Regions from separate parts of the Mus musculus genome. Here all the other regions are linked to region 1. The links are chromatin contacts, called in public ChIA-PET and promoter capture Hi-C maps. All regions are on one chromosome and are shown on one strand. The core of a region is the stretch at or near the end of the contact, and the rest is flanking DNA. Distances in the headings are between cores, read along the strand shown.

Region 1 (3,986 bases), core at 703-3,202:
CACACACACACAAAAAAAAAAAAAAAAAAAGGAAAAAGGAGGAGGAGGAAGAGGAAGAGGAAAGAAGAGGAGGAGGAAGAAGAGGAGGAGGAGGGAGAAAAGGAGGAAGAAGAAGAAGAAAAGGAGGAGGAGGGAGGGGAAAAGCCATCTTCTTTTGGGTTCCATCTTGTAAACCTCTGGATATATAAGATACTACAGGTCTTTTTGTGGTCTTATTAATTTGCCCCACTTCTAAGAAAAATCTTCAAGTTCACTCAGTAACAGCAAAGCTGAAGTCTTCCAGTTAGCAGTGTCAGAGGATAAACTTGAGGACAACACCTGCCTGGTATGATCTACATCTCACATGATTACAGTCTTCTGGCTCGAGCACAGCAACATTACTAAAGCAAGGGAGCTAGCTCTACTTTGCACAAGTGTGCTTAAACCACTGTTTCAACATTTTTCATCAATAAGATTTTTATGAAAATAAACATCAAACAACTTGTCATTTAAAAAGAAAAGTGACTTTTCCCTACCTACCTGTGAATTATTTATTTACTCCTTTCTACCACTCAACAAATTTTAAGTCAACAAAAATCTCCTGAAAAATGATGGAGGGAGAATACTCCCCTCTCATTTCTACATTAACATTCTCCTTTCATGACTGGATTTCAGGAGCACTTCAAACTGAAGCCGTGAAATCTAAGTTTTGTTTCAAAAGCAGAAATATTTTTAAATACACTTGTATAAAGTCACAGAGTTCCACAACTTGAACATCTGTATCTAGCGCCAATCTGCAGGCAGCAATGTAATTTGATTTGGACCCATTCATCAGAAACTGATTTTCAGATGCCGCTACAAGTACGTACTGGAAAAGTGCTAGCTGCGCTGAGCCGGCATTGTTCACAGCAGCATACGAGTTTATATTTCGAAGGAGAGCTTAAAAGGGGAAATACGAATAATTGGCAAGGTTATCAGAGCTGTCCAGAAGTACTCTGAATTACTGAATGAACAGGGAAGTCTTGGGTACCCGATCCGATCACCTAAGAAAGTTTGCACGGAAGCTATTTTGTGAGTTGGGGAAAAGATTTAAGATTATCTTGCTTTTCTCTTTCCCTGAAAGATTCAAAGTCCTTAATTTTTTAATTTTTCATCTCCAGTGTAAAACCATTCCAACCTCAAAGGCAGACTGGAGCCCAAATGGACTTTTAAAAGCCTGCTAGCTTCTTTTTAAGGTTACGTATGTAAATGAAAGACACCACAGCAACTTTGATGACAACTCGCACATGAGGTTTGGGGTTTTGGAGAAAAAAAAATACTAGGTGATCAAAAAAAAAAAAAAATCAAGACTTTCTAAATAACCACTAAGCGTTTTCCCAAGCAACACATTCCAAGAAACTTCTCCGTCGCAACTCGTCGCAACTAAGAAGGCAGCAGCTGTGTCCGCGACTGCACCGCCTAGAGTGGGGGGTCCGATCCTGAAAGCCCTCATTGCCTCTGGTCGCATTCTCTTACTCCAAACCTCCAAGGTCCCCTCCGCTGTCATCCCGGCCGGCCACGCGTGCGGACACTAGACCGCGCCCCCGCTTCACTTTTCCTCCCGACCAGGGAAGCGCATCCCAAGGCCCGGGACAGAGTCTCTGGCCACTGCGACCCTCAACCCCCTCCCTGCCCCGAACTCTGACAGCGAGCCTAGACCCAGCCTCACCTGTGTTGTCATTCGCGGAGAAGCCGGGCGAGCTGAGTTTGGCTCGTTTGGGGTTGGGCGGTCCGTCCAGCAAGTTCTCGGCCATCTTCACCTGCTCGCGGAAACAGCCCTGAGCGCGGGCGGCGCGACGCGGCCCGGACGGGGGTCGGGCCGGCGGCTGCGAGCAGGCGAGCCAGCGAGGAGCGAGCGCAGGAGCGCGGGCCGGGCCGCGGAGGGCGCAGGCCGGGTGGGGGAGGCGGCGGCCAAATCTCAGCCTCAGCAACAGCGCCCCGCAGCGCTCACCGCCCGCCCCCGGCCGCCGCCGCCGCCGGCCGCGGCCCCCTCATCCCCTGCCCGCCTCCCGAGCGCGACACTCCGCGGCCCGGGCACCCAAGCGGCCCGGCCGCCTCCGCGGGCCCGGCTGGCAGCGACGGCGCCCGGCCCCGCGGCTCAGGCGGCGCCCGGGAACATGGTGGTACCGCCGCCGCCTCGCCGCCACCCCCCCCCCCCGCGCGCCCCACTTAATGAATTCGCCCGCGGCCGGACGACCGGGGGGCTTTGGGCTCCGCCGCCCGCCCGCGGCCCGCCGCCGCCGTGAGGAAAAACAATGCGCCGAGCGGGGCCGCCGCCGCGCCGCGGCCCCCCCACCCCGTGCCGCCGCCGCCGCCGCCGCCGCCGCCGGGCTCCGGGAGGCCGAGACGAGAGGCGAGCGGGGCCGCCGGGGCGGGCGCCGAGGGCCGGGCGGAGCGGGCCGGCCAGGCGGAGCGGGGTGCGCGGGCGGTTGTGGGGCCCGGGACCGGCGGGGCCGAGTAGATCGCGCTCGAAGCCCCGGTCGGATCCGCGACAAGATGGCGGCTGTTGATTCCTCAATTAAAAAAAAAAAGAAAGTTTTTTTTCTTCTCTTTCCAGAGCCTGAACGGGGAGGGGGAGGGGGCGGGGCACGCTTGTACGTCACCCCCCCCGCGGCGTCACCACGCACGGCCCCCGCCCCGCCCCTCCACCTGCGCCGGCCGCGGCGGAAAGAGCCGAGCGCGCTCGGGTGGAAGGGTCGAAGGCACGGCGGCGATGCGTGAGGCGACGGGCTGCGGTGCTAGGCCCGGCCTGCGGGACGCCAAGTGCGCAGAGCAGACGGCCACTTTTGTTCTGACGCTGTCAGTAACGCGGCACGCGCGGGGAGGGCGCCCTGGGCTCGAGCCTAGACCCCCCCCCCCGCCAGGCTCGGAGTCAGCGCTGATCCGGGCCCAGCCCGTCCGGTCCCGCCCCGCCCCGGCAGCTCTGGCTCTTCGCAGCTCCTTGCTTGCGAGCCTCCAGGGTGACATCGGACTAAGAAGACGCCACCGCAACCTGCGCCTCTTCCCCGCGCCCTATGCTAGTAATGGCGAAGTGGCGCCTGCAGGTTACAGAGGGTCCTCGGGTCTGTGTGCAGATGGGGAAACTGAGGCAGGAAGGGGCAAAGCAACTTTCTCTAAGATCACTGAGGGAGAAAATGACAGGCCGAGAGTCCACCCCTTCCTTGTGCTTCCCAAGTTTGCAAGGGCACCGCAAGGCTCTTGAGCGCCCACTCCCAAGCCCAAAAACGATAGGGCCAGGTCCAATGTCCAACGCTGTCACCTGAAGGGAGAGGCTGTCAGCTCTACCTCCTGGATCTGAGATGGGCCCAGGTACCAAGACCAAGGGCTTCGATCTCCTAAGGGTACTCCTTACTTCGGACAACCACCCTGGCTTTGGCAGGTACCCAGAAAAATGTAGGATCACAGGGAGACCCTCTCACTTGGGTGTGCCACACACCTCCTCAAAAACTAAAGTTTTCCCATCTCTGTTAACACTCTCTCAAAACCTGCCAGCTTGACTCGGAAGTCCTTATCTTCCAGGTATCAGCAGCACCCCTATTTCCTAAGCGAGAAACCTGTGAGTCAGACCCCTCCTTCCCTCCCCATCCACCCACGATGCAGCTAGTCTCCCCCACATTCTTTACCTGAAGAATGAGCTCCTCCACCTTACACCGCAGCCACCTGCTGTGTTGTCCATCATGGTGCCTGCTGTCCTTTGACTGAGGCAACTTCTTACATAAACTTTTCTTGTGTTTCATGTTGTTCAGCACACAGCCACAAAACTACCTTTTGGGGGGGGGATCTCCCTTGGTGATCTTAGAGAAAGTTGCTTTGCCCCTTCCCGCCTCAGTTTCCCCATCTGCACACAGACCGGAGGACCTTGTGTAAACTGCAGGCACCACTTTGACATCACTAGTATAGCATGAAGGGACTAGGCGCAGGCCTACCTGCAACAAATGGCTCCTATACAAAGAACAAGAAAAACACTA
Region 2 (3,986 bases), core at 756-3,255, 580 kb after region 1:
TGGGAGGGGAGGTAGTTGTAAGACAGGCTGAGGGCATAGAGCTATAGCCTCTGTAGTGGGATACCTACCCTGCAGCCTCTCCTACAAGACACAGTGCCTCCCAGAAATGAGTCCATTTCTATTGTGTACAATCTACTTCTAAGTTCTCTCACAGGACAAGAAACCTCTCATCCACACTTCCAACACCCACCCCAGGAAAGACCAAGAACTCTGGAGAACTCCATACATGCTATGTCTCACTAGAAGATCTTTTACTTACAAGACAGAGAGTTTCACAGAGCCAGTCTCTTCTCCCTTTCAAATGAAGAGAGTGTGTGACAGACTGGTGTTCATAGCTATGGAGCCAATTACAAAGGCCTGTGGGACTCAAAGCTGTAACTATGAGGTCACCAACTGTGCACTTCAACCCTGTTCTAAAGCTTAAAAAACATCCATGGCACCAGTAGGTTCAAAATGGGCAAGCTTGAAACATACAAAAGAGCCAAGAGAACAAGGCCAAGGACTGAACAAGCAGACAACTCACTTTAATTATTGCCAGCATAATCTGCTGGGACAACCAGGCCTCTGGGACACATTCCATTTTCTCTCTCTCAAAACAGTTTTGTCCCCTGAAGTGTTCTTTACACATTCCCTCTTTCTTCTGGTCAGCTACCTTCTCAACATCCATGTAAAGGTCTTTCCTGGTTCTAAAAACACATCCTATAGAAACCCTCCAAAACCCTTTGGATCGTCAGGACTGGGAGGCAGACTGATTTTCAAATAGCCAAGGGGAAAAAAAAAATCAATAAGCAACAAGATTTCTAAGTCTAGTTAATAATATGTAAGCTTTACTAGGAATGGAAATATACTATTATCTGCATGTACTTTGGCATGAAAATAAAAGACTGAAGGATAAGTACCCAATAAAGATATTAATTGTACATTCTAGGTGGTAGTCCATAGGTGTGCACTGTAAAGTTCAACGGTTTTTGTATGCTTTGAATTTTTCCTAACTAATGTCAAGGTAGAGGAGGTCTTTGAGATAGTGAGTGACCAAAAATATCTTTCTTATTATGAGCAGAGAGCAAGAAGAGCAGACATGTTCACCTCTTTCTTCCCACCCAACTCTGGTCAGCACCAACAAGCTAAGGACCAGAAAGAGCAGTCCTATTTGCCCAGAAAATGCCCTGTTTGGAGTACACTACAAAACTGATATAAAAACTACTGCATGCCCTCTCCCCAAAGTCCCTGATCCTTACTCCCAAGACACAGATTCTCAGTTCCAAGTGTGCATGAGAATTTCTGGAGAGCTTACTAAATGCAGATTTCTGGGCCTTACCCCATAAATACTCAAATCAGATCCTGGGGAATGGGGAAAGTCCAGGTCTTTCTGATACAGAGGATCCTATCCTGATCACTCCATCTTCCTTGACACCTGTTGAGAGGTCCCAGGAGACCCACCTTCTCCAAGGTCCTGGATGGCTTGGGGCTTCGCCAGCCCCTCGCCTTCCTAACGTCCTGCCGGAGCGCCACGTAGAGCCAAGTCTAGACCTGCAAACCGGCGGGGGAAAGAGGGCGAGACGGCCTCCTCCAGGACCGCCAAGGTCACCCGCGGGTCTCTGAGGCTTACCTCAGGGATCCTCCCCGACCGATCGCCGTTCCTCAACCCTCCATACCCCGAGGAAAATGGCTCGTACAGCCGTCGCTTACAGAAAAGTAGAAAGGCGTGATAATCACCCGAGTGGGCTGGCCCTTCTCTGGCTGATATCCCCTGTCTGCAGGCCCAGTTCGCTCGGGGCCCTGGAATGCTAGCCCTCGCAGCCCCGCAGCTGCAGCCACGCCGAAATCAACTGCCCTGATTTTGCGTGGCGTTTCGGAGGGAACGGACTCCACCACGACAACCCAGGCCCGTTTACCTCGAAATCCAGAAGCCTGAGGCCAGAGGGACAGAGATCTGCAGTGGTCCGGCCCGCTGCTCCGAGGAGCCCCTCTACCAGAGGACTCGCAGCACTCACCGCCCCCGCACCGAGAGGACCCTGGAATTTGTAGTCTTTCGGCGCACCCGCAGCATTCCCTGAGGCGGGAGCCTACAGCTCCCGGCACCCACCGCGCGGCGGGTGAGGGCGGAGCTCGGCGGGCTAGGTCACGCGGGCGGAGGGTTTCGAAGCCTAGCCCCCGCCTCGGCGTGTGAGAGGGGTCCCTTCGGAAGCCGCTTGGAAGTCTCAGAGGTGACTCACCGTCAGTTCCAGCCCCTCACCGGCCAAGCGCTGCCGCAGGAAAGGCTGCCTCAGCCCCGTAGCTGTCCAGAGGGAACCGCAAGGCTGTGGAGAAAGGCCCAACCTCCTGGCCTCTCGCCTTAGGGCGGGGCTTCGCGCCTCACGCAATGAGCTTGGATGACGTCAGTGGAGGCCCGTTGCGGGTGGGAGACGAACGAGTGGTAGTTCCCCAGGCCTTTATGATGGGGGGGGGAAAGGCTCGAAAGAAAGATGGTGGTGCTAGCGCTCCCTCAGGCCAGCCAGCCAGGCGTGCTGCGCACCCCAAGAGTTGAGGGAGAGCTACCACCCTTGCCCTAAGCTGCCTGGGCTTTCATGAAGCTGTGAACCACACCAGCTGTCCCTGCCCTCACACAGATTCCACTCTGACAGACAATACACAAATAAGCCACAAAATGACCAGCATCTCAAAGGAAAGCAACAGGATGTCCCAACAGAATTAGAGTGTTGCCTCTGAGTAGGGAAGGTAGGAAAGGCTATGTTGGGATGAGGTGTGAAGTAAAGAAAGAGACTGGCAGTCGTGGCGCACGCCTTTAATCCCAGCCCTCGGGAGGCAGAGGCAGGCAGGTTTCTTAGTTCGAGGCCAGCCTGGTCTACAGAGTGAGTTCCAGGACAGCCAGGGCTATACAGAGAACTCTGTCTCCAAAAAACAAACAACAACAACAACAAAAAAAAACAAAAACAAAAAAAAAAAGAAAGAAAAGAAAGAAGACTGGTATAGATGAACTTTTGAAAGGCACTTTGGCCAGCAAGGTGAAGACTGGAAGACAGCACCAAGGTCATCAATGAAGTTTGGATTTATTGCACATGGAAACTAAAGCTCTCTTCTTTTTCTTTTGTATTTGTGTGTGTGTGAGGCACGCATGTATGTCAAAGGGCAACTTTCAGGAGTCAGGCCTCCTTCCAGCATGTGGGCTTTGGTTCTCACTCAGGTCTTCCAAAATGGCAAAGACCCATGAGCCATCTCACGGATCCTTTTGTATGTTTAGGCAGGGTGTTCCTCTGAGTCTTTCAGGCTCACAACCATCCTCCTACCGCTCAGTCTGTCAAGTGCTGGGATTACAGGCAGGGAGACATCACAATTTGAGGAGTTTTAAGCATTAGAACTACAACTGAGTTTCATTGGTCACGGGTTTTGTACTGCACATTTCATCTGACCAGTAACATATTATTCCAAAATCAATACTTGTATTTTCACGTTTATTCATGGACATATGGATCCTGTGCATTGTTAACTGAGGTTAATTAAGAGCAACCTGTTAACAAAATATTGCATGTATAGTGTTAGTGGTTTTGTTGTTTAAAATGGCCCTAAGGGTAGAGTTGAAGTGCCATCTAGTGTTTCTAAGTAAAACTAGATTTGATGTCCTTTGTGTGAATTATACCCGTTAATGATTAACTTGGAATTACCAGTAATCATCAGTGTAACATTAAAGAAATAAAAGCACTTCCCCTTTGAGTCCTTCAATCAAGAACAAGCTCAGAGTTTTTTGTTTTTGTTTTTTCATTTATTTTATGTATAAGTTCTCTATCTGCATGTACACCTGCATGCCAGAAGAGAGCATTAGATCACATTACAGATGGTTGTTAGCCATCATGTGGTTGCTGGGAATTGAACTCAGGACCGCTGGAAGAGCAGCAATTCCTGAGCCAGTTCTCTAGCTCCACAAGTTTAGGTTTTAATTCTGTACTTCATGCTTCTTGTGCCTTCCGTCCTCTGTTGTCTGAATTTGT
Region 3 (3,986 bases), core at 392-2,891, 510 kb after region 1:
TCAGGACAGCCAGAGCTACATATTGAGATCCTGTCTAGAAAAACAAAACAAAAGGAAGCCATAGGGACTGAAGGACCTTAAATCGTTATGATATTAGGACACCCATTGGTGCCAGGACAGATCTAGCAATGAATAAATTAGGTAAGAAAAGAGGTGGTACTCTGGTTTTTGGAAATGTTCACCATGAAAAGCTCTGATAATATAGCACAGTGGAGAGTTCTTGTCTAGCATGCTGGAGATCCTGGATTCAATCCCTAGTAGTGTGTCCTCTTTCAACAACAACAACAACAACAACAACAACAACACAGAAAAGAAGGCTCTGAGGAGAGCTTACATAAACTACTTTCTTGTAACTCTGTCCCAATAAAATCCAACACCCTGGTCCTGCTCATGCAGAAACTGCCTTCATACTTTGGTCATCAATTAGATTATCTAGGCTGCTTCCAGAACTTGTTGTTTTTTTTGTGAATAGTGTTGAGTAGGAAAAGATTCTGCAAATTTGGTTAAAGCTTCTAGTGTGGAAATCTTCCTAGCTTGTGGGTGCATCGTGCACCTGAATAATAGAGAGGTAGAAAGAGAACATTTGTTGGGTTGGGGAGACATAACTCTGCAAAAGTAAGGAACTTTTCTATGTCCTCCTTGCTTAATGACACGGAGACCTTTATATTTATTATAAAGGTGAGGCGCAGAGCCAGGCAGACTCTAAGCTATTCTAACCAAGTATGCTGGCCTACTTCCCAGCCATGTGGACCTTTCCTGCCTTCTCAGGCTTGCTCTGGCTCCTCCTCCTTCATTCCTGTTCGGATTCCTGTCTCCCTTCTCTCCCACCTGAGATGCTCTCTCTGTCTCTGGCCTCAGAAGTCCTGCCATATCCTCTCCTGCCCAGCCATAGGCTATTAAGCTCTTTATTTAACCAATCAGGAGGTGATAGAGAATAATATTTTATAAAATACTGAGTCATACTAAAGTCGAGACTGGAGCTGGACCTCTGGGTACAGGAATCAGACAGAATACAGAGTGCACAGAAATGTCCCTCAGCATAACTCAGTAAGAGAGCTTACTCAAAATCTAGAATTCCATCTCCAGCACAAAACCAAACCAAAACTTTAATAGTTAAAAAAGTAATTAAGTGCTGGGCAGTGAGTGGTGGTGCATGCATTTAATAACCCCAGCACTTGGGAGGCAGAGGCAGGCGAATTTCTAAGTTCGAGGCCAGCCTGGTCTACAGAGTGAGTTCCAGGACAGCCAGGGCTATACAGAGAAACCCTGTCTCGAAACACCCCGCCCCCCCAAAAAGAATCTATTAATTCTTCCCCAACAAGTTACATTCCCAACCCTTTTGTGTTTTTGTTTGAGCACTGACAAATGCTCACACTGTAGCCCAGGTTGCTCTTGAATTCTCCAGGTTGCTCTTGAATTCTCCAGCCTCAACCCCACCCCTGTCCCCCACCGAGTGCTGGGATTCCAGGCTTGAGCCCCCACTCTCGATCAACAAGCAGTTGGCTTTGGCTGACACGCTTCCTTCCTCTCCGGTTAACATTACTACTCCCCACTCCCGAAGCTTTCTCAGAAGGCAGTGTCGGCTCGCCCAAGAGCCTCCCGCTAGCTGCCGTGCGCCTGGGGGCGTGGCCTGGTGACTCCGCCCCTCGCTGCGTGCGCACGTCCTACCGTCCTGGCGCTCGCCCTCTCGGCTGCGAAGGTACAGAGAGAGTCGCAGACGCGGAGACTGACTGACCTGCGGAGCCACTGACGGTGAGTGGTCCGCTCTGTGCCCCGTCCTCCCCTCCCGGGTCCTTGCATGGCGGCGGCCTTCTTCGAAGCTCTGCTCCGCTGTCCCCCCGCGACTCGTCCTCAGCCTGAGGGGACGTCGGGCGGGGGGTGGCCGGAAGCGGGCTGAGGCGGGCGAGCGAGCGAGCGGGAGACTGGGGGTCGGAGAGGGGCCACCGAGCGGGCCTTGAGCGTCAAATGAGCCCGAAACCGCGGACGTCGCGCTCTAGACGGCTTTGAGCTCCATCCCCAAGAGTCCTCTGGTGTTCCCGTGGGGCATAGCCCCTCCCAGCGTCACGAATGCTCTTGAGGTGACTCCGGGGTCGAAGTTAGTGCAGCAGCGCAGCACATGAGCCTACCTGAGGTCCCGGAGGAGCCCGGGGCGTGGCGGCCTTGTTGGCCAGCCTTCAGTGGCTCCCCTCGGTGGCAAGATCCCTTAGAATCCCTGTGGGGACTTGATGAGTGACCTGTGGTTCTGAGTGCAAGACTGGGAGGACTCAGTCGTAGATGTAGCCGGTTGGTCTGGCCCAGGAGGTCACCTGTCACCACCAAAGCACAGAGCTCCAGGTGACTTAATTGCTCTGTAAGAACTGCCTGGACCGCCTTGCACACTGCTTGCACAAGGACTGTCTTGTGTCATGCCGTTTAAATTGGTTCTGAAGGACCAGTTGTGGCCTGTGTTCAATTGTGGGCACCGCAAACTCAACTAGAGAAGGGAGTGTTCCCGAAAGACAGAAATATCATATACTGTCCAGTTGAGGGAGAGCGCTTGCTCTCCAGTCCTTTCTAAATCCTTGAGTGTTTTACTACCTATAAAGTGAGAATATTAAGAGACTCGTGAAGTAAATCCACGAACATTCCACAGGCGAGATAACAGCACTGAAGATCTTAGTTATGCATAGACATCCTGTGATTTTTTCAGAAGTGGATTAGAGATTAGAAATGGTTTTGTTTAAGTGGTCATACTGGCCTTAAACAGTCTAGTCATGTAGAAGGTTTTGTGCGTTCCTATTTCTGGTATAGTGCTTCAGTTTATAATAGTTATTATAAATGTCATTTAATACATAATTATTAAGAAAGTTTTTTTTGGCGGTGCAGTTTGAACAAGATGAGCATGTATTTTACTACTGAGCCCACAACCCTACCCAGTGTTTTGTGTTTTGAGAAGGAAATCTTGCCATGTAGTGTGCACTAACTGAATTTGAGATCCTCAGGCTCCTAACTGTTAGGATTATGATGAGCTTGCACTATAGTGCCCAGCCTAAATCTTTTTTTCCCCCCTTTGAGTCAGGCTCTCTCAAAATTATTTAGTCCTGTCTTTAAACTTTCTCTATAGACAGGCCTCAACTCACAGAGATCCCACTGCCTCTGCCTCCTCTGTGCTGGGATTAAGGTGGGTACATCATGCTGTTTTGTCAATGTTTTTAGTTTCTTTGAAGAGTAAAAAGTATTCAGTTTTTTCTTTTTTTCCCAGAAACATCACAAGACATAATCTGTTTGCTAGGAGTTCCCAGTTCAGTAGGATATTTATAAATTCACTTGATAAAAATTGGTAAACATTTGCTGATAAAGTCCCTCAGCCAAAACACTGATTAGGGTGTGAGGATCTGTGAGCCTTGGAAAGTTGCATGCTTACTGAATGGCCTGATCTCACTGGGGACCTGAAGAGGAAATCCTGCAAGGCCCCTGGTTTGACTTGAGTTCCTTTCTTTCTTTGCTTGTGGCAGTCAGTTGAGACGTTGAGTCACTAGATATAGGAATATGAGTGCTCTACAATTGCTAAAGCCACTGAGCTACAGAGGTCAAATGTTAATTGTCTTTAACTTAGTCAGATGTGTTGAAACTTGGCAGACTTGGATAGTTGGGCCTACCTTGACTTTTAAATTTTTCTTTTAATAGCAGACTGTACAGGACAGCTGTACTTTGCATCAGAATTGCACCAAAAACTAGAATATCACCCTTCCAGAAGGCAGATCTTTTAGAAACTGGAATTGCATAATTCAGAGTAAAATTCATAACTTAGCCTTTCACTCCTTGGAGAAACAAAACAAAATAAAACCTCAAATGGTCTTTGAATCTTACTGGCCATAGTTAAGTAAAAAATTAAATGTATTCCTTTTTTGGATGCTTGGGAAGCAACCAATGGGAATTTCGGAGCTGGTATAAGACATAGTGATCTGCTGTAATTCCAGCATTTGGAGTTGTTCAAGGACATCCTT

What was found. Promoter capture Hi-C pulls out the DNA fragments that hold promoters and counts their contacts. ChIA-PET counts read pairs in DNA pulled down with a chosen protein or histone mark.
Region 2: an RNA polymerase II ChIA-PET map of memory CD8 T cells shows a contact between it and region 1, with 30 read pairs. The contact joins the promoter of Cdip1 here to the promoter of Crebbp in region 1. A contact is called at or near these places in 5 of 39 promoter capture datasets (the 3T3-L1 cell line, cranial neural crest, liver and 1 more), 1 of 484 Hi-C or Micro-C datasets (cardiomyocytes) and 3 of 115 datasets of contacts at active chromatin or transcription factors (memory CD8 T cells, pancreatic cancer cells and thymic regulatory T cells).
Region 3: a contact with region 1 is called in a promoter capture Hi-C map of pre-B cells, with 6 times the contacts expected there. The contact joins the promoter of Hmox2 here to the promoter of Crebbp in region 1. A contact is called at or near these places in 2 of 39 promoter capture datasets (liver and pre-B cells), 1 of 484 Hi-C or Micro-C datasets (embryonic stem cells) and 2 of 115 datasets of contacts at active chromatin or transcription factors (embryonic stem cells and pancreatic cancer cells).

What each region holds. Positions count from the first base shown.
Region 1 is chr16:4,211,452-4,215,437 of GRCm38.p6, forward strand. Crebbp (CREB binding protein) reads right to left here and starts at 1,953. Exons shown (of 31, transcript NM_001025432.1): 1 at 1,688-1,953. The coding sequence starts at 1,772.
Region 2 is chr16:4,787,936-4,791,921 of GRCm38.p6, forward strand. It overlaps Cdip1 (cell death inducing Trp53 target 1), which reads right to left and starts at 2,006. Exons shown (of 6, transcript NM_025670.5): 1 at 1,896-2,006.
Region 3 is chr16:4,724,720-4,728,705 of GRCm38.p6, forward strand. Hmox2 (heme oxygenase 2) reads left to right here and starts at 1,642. Exons shown (of 6, transcript NM_001136066.2): 1 at 1,642-1,752.